Linked DNA regions of Mus musculus: region 1 is linked to region 2. The links are chromatin contacts, called in public HiChIP or PLAC-seq maps. All regions are on one chromosome and are shown on one strand. Each heading gives the region's core, a stretch centred on a gene start, on an enhancer-like site or on the middle of the called end of the contact. The rest is flanking DNA. Distances are from core to core; before and after follow the strand shown.

The links. HiChIP or PLAC-seq counts read pairs in DNA pulled down with a chosen protein or histone mark.
Region 1: a contact with region 2 is called in an H3K27ac HiChIP or PLAC-seq map of SST interneurons, with 6 times the contacts expected there. The contact joins two enhancer-like sites. A contact is called at or near these places in 2 of 115 datasets of contacts at active chromatin or transcription factors (SST interneurons and large pre-B cells) and 1 of 9 other capture datasets (embryonic stem cells).

What each region holds. Positions count from the first base shown.
Region 1 is chr8:12,619,907-12,623,427 of GRCm38.p6, reverse strand. Tubgcp3 (tubulin, gamma complex associated protein 3) reads left to right here. Exons shown (of 22, transcript NM_198031.1): 20 at 1,489-1,629. Among named protein-coding and RNA genes, the nearest start is that of Spaca7, 49 kb to the right of the region's middle. Within about 2 kb of position 1,352, at least 7 of the 459 cell types and tissues checked have an H3K27ac peak or open chromatin away from gene starts, as enhancers often do. A contact at or near this core is called in SST interneurons, where this site is marked.
Region 2 is chr8:12,038,973-12,042,606 of GRCm38.p6, reverse strand. No RefSeq gene overlaps it. Among named protein-coding and RNA genes, the nearest start is that of Gm33029, 200 kb to the left of the region's middle. Within about 2 kb of position 1,281, at least 13 of the 459 cell types and tissues checked have an H3K27ac peak or open chromatin away from gene starts, as enhancers often do. A contact at or near this core is called in SST interneurons, where this site is marked.

The DNA.
Region 1 (3,521 bases), core at 103-2,602, 580 kb before region 2:
CCTTAGCCCTGAGGTTGTGTCTTAAGCTGTTCAGTAAGCCGATTGGGTGTTGTTTGCTTGCTTTAGAAACAGGGTCTCAGACTAGCCTGGAATCTGTGATTGTCCTGCCTCAGCCTCCAGTGTTGAGATTATAGGTATGAGCTGCCACAACTGGCTCCAGAACATTTTGTCATTAGTTGTTCCTAAGAAAGAAGTCTATTATATAAAACAGTAAAAAAGTAATGTTTTGGACTTATTAATTTTAAGTGTGGTATTTTCATATTTTTACACTGTGAGGAAGTCAGTTGTCATGATCCAGTTAAGGTGGGGAAATGACAGTTGCAGACATGTGTGTATCTCCGTTTGATTGTGCAGCATTGAGGGAAAAAGCCCTGAGCAGCACAGTAGAAAGGGCAGCTCAGACCCTCAGAGCAGACTGAAGAAGCCCACAGTGCATGCTCCACTCAAAAGAAGTATCAGTTAGTAAGCTCAGGGACGTAGTACTCAAAAAACAAGTTGTTCTTGTCATGACTACAATAGAAAAATAAACCAGGCAGTTATAACCATATTAAAATTTAAACAGGACTGTCTCCTTTCTTTGTTTTCTAATGTTTCATAAAATAAATTCTGACAGAGATCAGGACACTTGCTTGAGACTGCATTCATCATGAGCCACATGGCTTGTGGCATGCAGCGGCATCACCTGATCAGGCCTTCTGTCTCCCTGCGCTGCTGTGCAGGCTAAAGGCCCTATTGCACTGTGCACTTTGCACGAGTCCCTGTGTTCTTAGGTTAGTGTGCTCGCAGAGTTGCTCAGCAAAGGCTCCAGTCTCACGTGGGTGCAGAGTTAGCTCAGCTGTCATTTTTGCTGCTTGACATCTCAGCAGGACAGGGCAGGACTTTGACTGAGGATGGCTTATATGTTCAGAGACTTGGTCCCCAGTTAGTGGAACAGTTTGGGAAGGATTAGGAGGTGTGGCCTTGTTGAAGGAGATGTGTCACTGGGAGTGGGCTTTGATGTTTCAAAAAGCTGGTACTAGGCCCAGTCTCCTCCCTCTGCCTTCTGCTTGGGGATCAGATGTAAAGCTCTCAGCACTGCTCCAGTCCATGCATGTCTGCTTCCCACTATGGTAGACATGGCCTAACGCTCAGAAACTGTAAGCAAACCCCATTAGGCTCTTCAAGAGCTGCCTTGATCATGGTATCTCCACACAAAGCAAGGACTAGGAGGAGCTTGTCCATTTTTGTGTTGCTGTGTGGCTCTGGAGGTGTGTACACAGGTCTAGGCACACACAAAGCACCTATGTGGTATTAGCATGTCTGTGTCCTCAGTTCACACTTGCAGTAGATGTTACTTAAGGACAGCCCACTCTTAGGGCTTCTGAGTCACACACACTCTTCCAGTCTCCCCGAGCTTTAGAGGAGGCAACCCCAAAGCACACGAATATTTAAGCAGAGATGCCTCACTAGCATCTGAGGCTCTGTTCATTTAAAATGCTGATTTTTCAGGTGCTTTTAAACCAACTGAGAGCCGTGTTTGACCAAATCATTGAACTTCAGAATGCCCAGGACGTGATGTACAGAGCAGCTCTGGAGGAGCTGCAGAGGCGTCTGCAGTTTGAAGAGAAAAAGAAACAGCGTGAAATTGAGGTACGTTTTTAACTCCTGTTTTCTCGTGGCTGGCCAGTCGCCATGAGCGGTGGCAGTAGCGTTTCTGCTGAATCTCCACACTGAGGCAGCATGCAGCCTACTGTGAGTCGGAGGAAGCTGTGCGCGCTGTCAGACTGAGTGCTCACCTCACTGCTGTCGCCAAGCTTCAGAACCCCAGCAGTGGTGGTATCCCAGGGTCTCTACCGCAGCCTCAGAGTCGGCTGCTGCTGTCACTACCGGGAAGCTGGCTTGTTTAGTGACTCACATGAGCTAGGTTTCCTTAGAACATTTCTGTGTGTTCCCAATGTCCTGGAATTAATAAGATCCATCAGACAGATCAGGCTGTTGGTGGGGTTTCTTGCTCTTGCTAGCCTGGGTCTCTGCTCTTTCTAGGTGCCTGGTCTTGGGGTAATGAAAGGCAAGTCGTGTAGTTGGCACAGTGAGGTTAGTTTTACTTTTGAGTAGTGTTCCTGTAACAGTGTCTGTGTGAGGGGCCTAGCAGCATATCACAGGCAGGAGCAGGAGTGTCTCCTTTTGGTGCTATTGGGATAGCTCTTGACTGCAGTGGTTTGTGGGTAATTCTGAAGAGCCGTGGGATTTGCACACACATAATCTCCTGATCCATGCCCAGCAGCCTGTGTGAGACTGACAGACACAGGATTGTGCTGTAGCTGTCACTTACCGTCTCTGTGGTAAGAGTTGTCATCTGTGATGTGACTTGTAAAGTAATCATGATACTCAGTGTGACCTGAGTGTCACCCTTCCAGAAAGCTGTTCAACTATATATAATAGCCTACTGAAACCAGCCTTTAGGAGTGTGTAGTTCTAGGCAGGCCGTGGTGGCGCACACCTCTAATCCCAGCACTCAGGAGGCAGAGGCAGGCGGATCTCAGAGTCCACACAGTGAGTTCCAGGTCAACCAGAGGTGTAGTGAGACCCTGTCTATTAACAACCAAACAACCAAACAAATAAGATTTGCTCTTCTGATACTAGCATGGTGGCAGTTGTGTGCACACTGGTGGTCTCACCAGATGTCACCGGTCAGCAGCAGAAGGGACACAGATATACACTAAGTTCAGGTCATCTGGCGTGTTTCATTCAGAGATGCTTGATTGTCTGGGGAGAGCTATAAAGCTGAACCGCCTGCAAAATTTAAATGCAAAAGGTAAAATAATGTGCAGCAGTCATTCAGGTGTGGGCCCACTGCATCTGTGAGAGGTGGAGCCGGCTCGGAAAGGGCTTGAGCATCGTGAGTGCAGTGCGGTAGAGGCTGGCTTCTGCGCTCTGTCATATTGCTCTTAGGCGGGGCAGTCCCAGAGGCCTTCCTTCTGCAATTCATGGCTCCTCTCCACTCCCTTCCCACTGTTCTTCTCAAAACCCTTCAGTTATTATGATATTTCCAATTCAAATTTAGGATTGAAGGGCTTTTACTTCTTTTAGCTTAAAAAATACATTTTATACATTGACACTCCTCGTTTTAGCATTAGCATACTTAGTTCCTGCTGCCTTTGCCGCCCACACTTATGTACACGCCCCTATTCAGTACCAGCTGTAATTGAAAAATACCGTGACTAGTATTACTTCCCTGAGAATCTATGCCACCAGGTAAGTGTGTTCAGAATGCACATAGCCCTGTCCTGTGTACCGTGATTCTACAACATTATCCTGTCTCTCAGATTAACTGGCTACTTTTCTGCTGCTCTCTATGTAGCAGAACATGGATGTGAAACTCCAAAACTTTTACTAAATACGTAATGGAAACTATGTTATAGAATGTTTGAGGTTATTTCAAGAATACAGAACTTGGGCTGGAGAGATGGCTCAGAGGTTAAGGGCACTGTCTGCTCTTCAGAGGTCCTTAGTTCTATTCCCAGCAAGCACTTGGTGGCTCA
Region 2 (3,634 bases), core at 32-2,531:
TCCGTGTATGTGTGTGTGTGTGTGTGTGTGTGTGTGTAGTATCCAATGGAGACCTGCAATATAGTATCCAATGGAGACCTGCAATATAGTATCCAATGGAGATACGTAATATAGTATATAATGGAGATACACAGGTCTTGGAGAAAGGGGACAGAATCAGGTTAGGGTTGTAGAAAAGTGGGACACCACTCAGCTCAGCAACACAACCCCACAGAGGTAGCTTGGTGGCTGCAAGCAGATGTAGCACATAGGTCAGCTCTATATCGGGAACATTAGACTCAGTTCAGAAAGGACAAGAACAAGACATCTGTGAAAATGTACAGGACCCAGTGGTCAAGTGTGACCTTCCAGGGAGTAAACTCAATACCTCACATGATCACATTCCCCAGTAAACTACAGCAGCTGTAGAGATAGGAGGAGAGAGGGGGGAGGGAGGAGACAAGGAGAGAGAGAGGCAAAGTTATTAGGGGGAGCTTGTGATCTGCCCTGATGCCTTCCAGCAGGAGGATAGGGGTACATGTGCCTGGAACCTAGTCTGGGGTCCTCTGACTCTGCTGACACTACTGAAGGAAGGACTTACAGGTGGAAGATGGCTGCCTCCACCCTTCCTTACAATCCATTCCTCCTAGTCTATAACATACTATGCTTTGTCATGGCTTTCCTCCAAAGTCCAAGGCCACTGCATGCTGCCACACAGCAGAGGAAGATGACACAATGGACTTCCTGTCTAATTCCGACTGATACCAGAGGCACGAGGATGTAGAATGGAGACAGATAACTTGAAAGGAAGGGAGAGGCATGGGAAACACAAGAACTCCCAGCATCAGACAGAAACTGCGGCCAGCCACTAGTCCGAACTCTCTGGATGGCGCTGGAAGAGGGCAGCATGGCCCTTCAGTTTCCAGCAAGCTCTATCTGCTGATGAGACGGAAAGGGTGTTTCTCCAAAGGCACTACCTGGAGGTCTGTTTTGATCTATAAAAAGGCAAATGCTGAAAATAAACTTGCACGATGTAAAGAAATTGCTGCTGAAGGGAAAGCGGAAGCTGCCTGGCAGAGCACGGCCGCTCTGAAAGCTGCGGATCTGTTTACACAATTCAGTGTAATCTTCATTATCCGGCAGAGCCTTCTGATTGTTTTATGCCTCAAATGACACCTATTTAAGTGTCTTTTTCTTAGTTTGCGTTACACATGGCCCTACACTGCAGCCCCGAAGAGTGTGTGTGTGCTGCATCTTATAAGTGATGCTTGCTGCTCTGCAGGCTGCTGAAGGGCCAGCACTGTCACCACCCAGATACGGTGCAGTACTGGGGCTTCAGGAGCAGAGAGCACCAGGGTGGAGCTCTGAGGACTCATGCTGGGATTTGAGGTAGTGGCAAAGGCTGATGCCACCTACAAACCCTCACTGTCAACCTAAAGGCGGTAATGTGTGACCTCAAATGGAGCTTATGTCAGAGAACCTTTAGACAGTACAGTTGGCACACAGCACAACTAGCACACTTCCCCTTTGTAGAAAGTGACCAGGGTTGGGGGCTGGGGAGATAGCTGTAAGGAAAGCACGCAGACATGAGGATCTGAGTTCAACTCCCCATACCCACATGGAAACTTGGTGCAGTGGTGTACCTATAATCCCAGAATTGAGGAGGCAGAGACAGGAGGTTCCCTGGAGCTTGCTGGCTAGCCAGTCTAGCTGAATCCTGGTTCAGTGAGAGACCATGTCTCAAAAAGTAAGGTAAAGTGGGACTACGACACCCATTGTTGGCGTCTGGCTCTACAGACACACAGACACACAGGCACACAGACACACAGACACACAGACACACATACAAACATATACATGCATGTATTTCCTCTGTCATCTGCACTCCTACCCCAGAAACTGATTAGGGTTCCAAGGACTGCAGAGGATCACAGAGTGTCTGCTATCCAAAGCCAGGAGTCCCTTGCTCCATCAGAGACCGCATGTGCAAAGCATTCCTGCAAGCTTAGGTTTGAGGGCTTGGCCTGCAGACTGGGAACAAAAAGAAGGACCTTGAACACACAACTCCTTCCAGGGCCTCCTGCTTCAGGCCCTGCACACATGCATTCTGCCCTCTGTCTTGTTTCTCATAGGACAGAGAGTTAAATACGTGTCTTAACATGAACCTCCACATAGAGCAATAGCTTAAATTTTCATCCTGGTATTTTTCCATTAATTATTAAGGACAAACATTTGATCATGCCTTAATTATTAAAATCACTACAGGTTTTCTCCTGGAATCAGGCTGAGATCTGTCTAAGAAACTGTTGGCAACAAGCTTCTGATTGCGTGTTTCAGCTTTCCAGCTGCATGGGTGCAAGTGTGATTTTATTTATTTATGTTGGCTGGCAAGTGTGATTTTATTTATTTATGTTGGCTGGGCTGTTGCAGGTAAAACATAATTTCCTCTTCTTACAATCTCTTACATGTAGGTTCTAAAGTCATTGTCAAACCGCCAGCTGTTTTGTCCTGAACATTTCCCTTTCCCTACTTATGGACCTAAAGCAGATGGAACACAGGCGAGTCTGTGCAGCTTGTCCATTGTCTTCTAGCCCCCAATGTCCCTAAGTGTCTGTGACGCCCTAGAGCACATCTCAGCTGCCCTCAGAGAACAACTCGCCTCTCCAATCATAAAGCCACAAAAGCTCACTAGTACCCAGGTCTATTGACCCAGACGCTGGTGTCTCCTTCAGAGTGCTCTATTCCCTAGCTCCTGGAGAACCTTCCAGAAGGAGAGCAGCATGTATGCAAGGCAGAGTCCTGGGCAGACCTGACTGCAGGGTTCCAATCTCATACTGGGAGACCGATGCTCAGCAAGGAGGTTGGCCAAACCTTCAGTAAAGGATCTTTGTCATGGTAGGAGGCAGGCACCCATTGGGCAGCCAGCTCTGCCCCGCCCCTGTGGGAGGAGCTAAAACAGCACTGGCCTTGTGGGAGGAATAAGGAAAAGTTGGCAGGTGCTGCCCACCTTGCTCTCTCTCCTCCATCTCCCTGTTGTGCCTAAGAACTTAGGACAGTAAGTCTGCCATAGACCTTGGGGCATCTTTCAAGATGATATATCCCTACTTGGAGGGCTGCACTCAGTGGTGAACAGTATCATTTATTTGTTTATTTTGTTTGTTTATTTGAGATGTGGGGGGGAGGTCTCATAGAGACAAAGCTAGATTCGAACTCATGATGTAGCTAAGACTGGCCTTGGTTTTCTGATCCTCCTTCTAATTCCTGAGAACTGGGCTTGACTTACAACTTTAGAGGAGGATTCTGCACTGGGTTCCATCCACCACTTCTGCCCTCCACAGATCCAGGGCAGCAGCCCCAGTGCCACTGTGTGCCAACCGAATGCTTGAGGATCTGCAGATGAGGAGTGGGCAACCAGAGGAGCACCCATTCCAACCCAGCAGCAAAGAGTAACCTTGGACAAGTCACCTCCACTTGAAGGAATGGACCCTGGAGCCAGTTAGCCCCAAGTGTTGGCAAAAACTTCCTAGATTATAAAAGAGATATGAGCAAGTGAAATGCATTCTGCAAAGTAGCATTAACTCCACAAAGTAAGGGTCACAAAGCAGAGTTTACTTAACAAAGGGTGACAAAGTAGAGTTAACTCCACAAAGTAAGG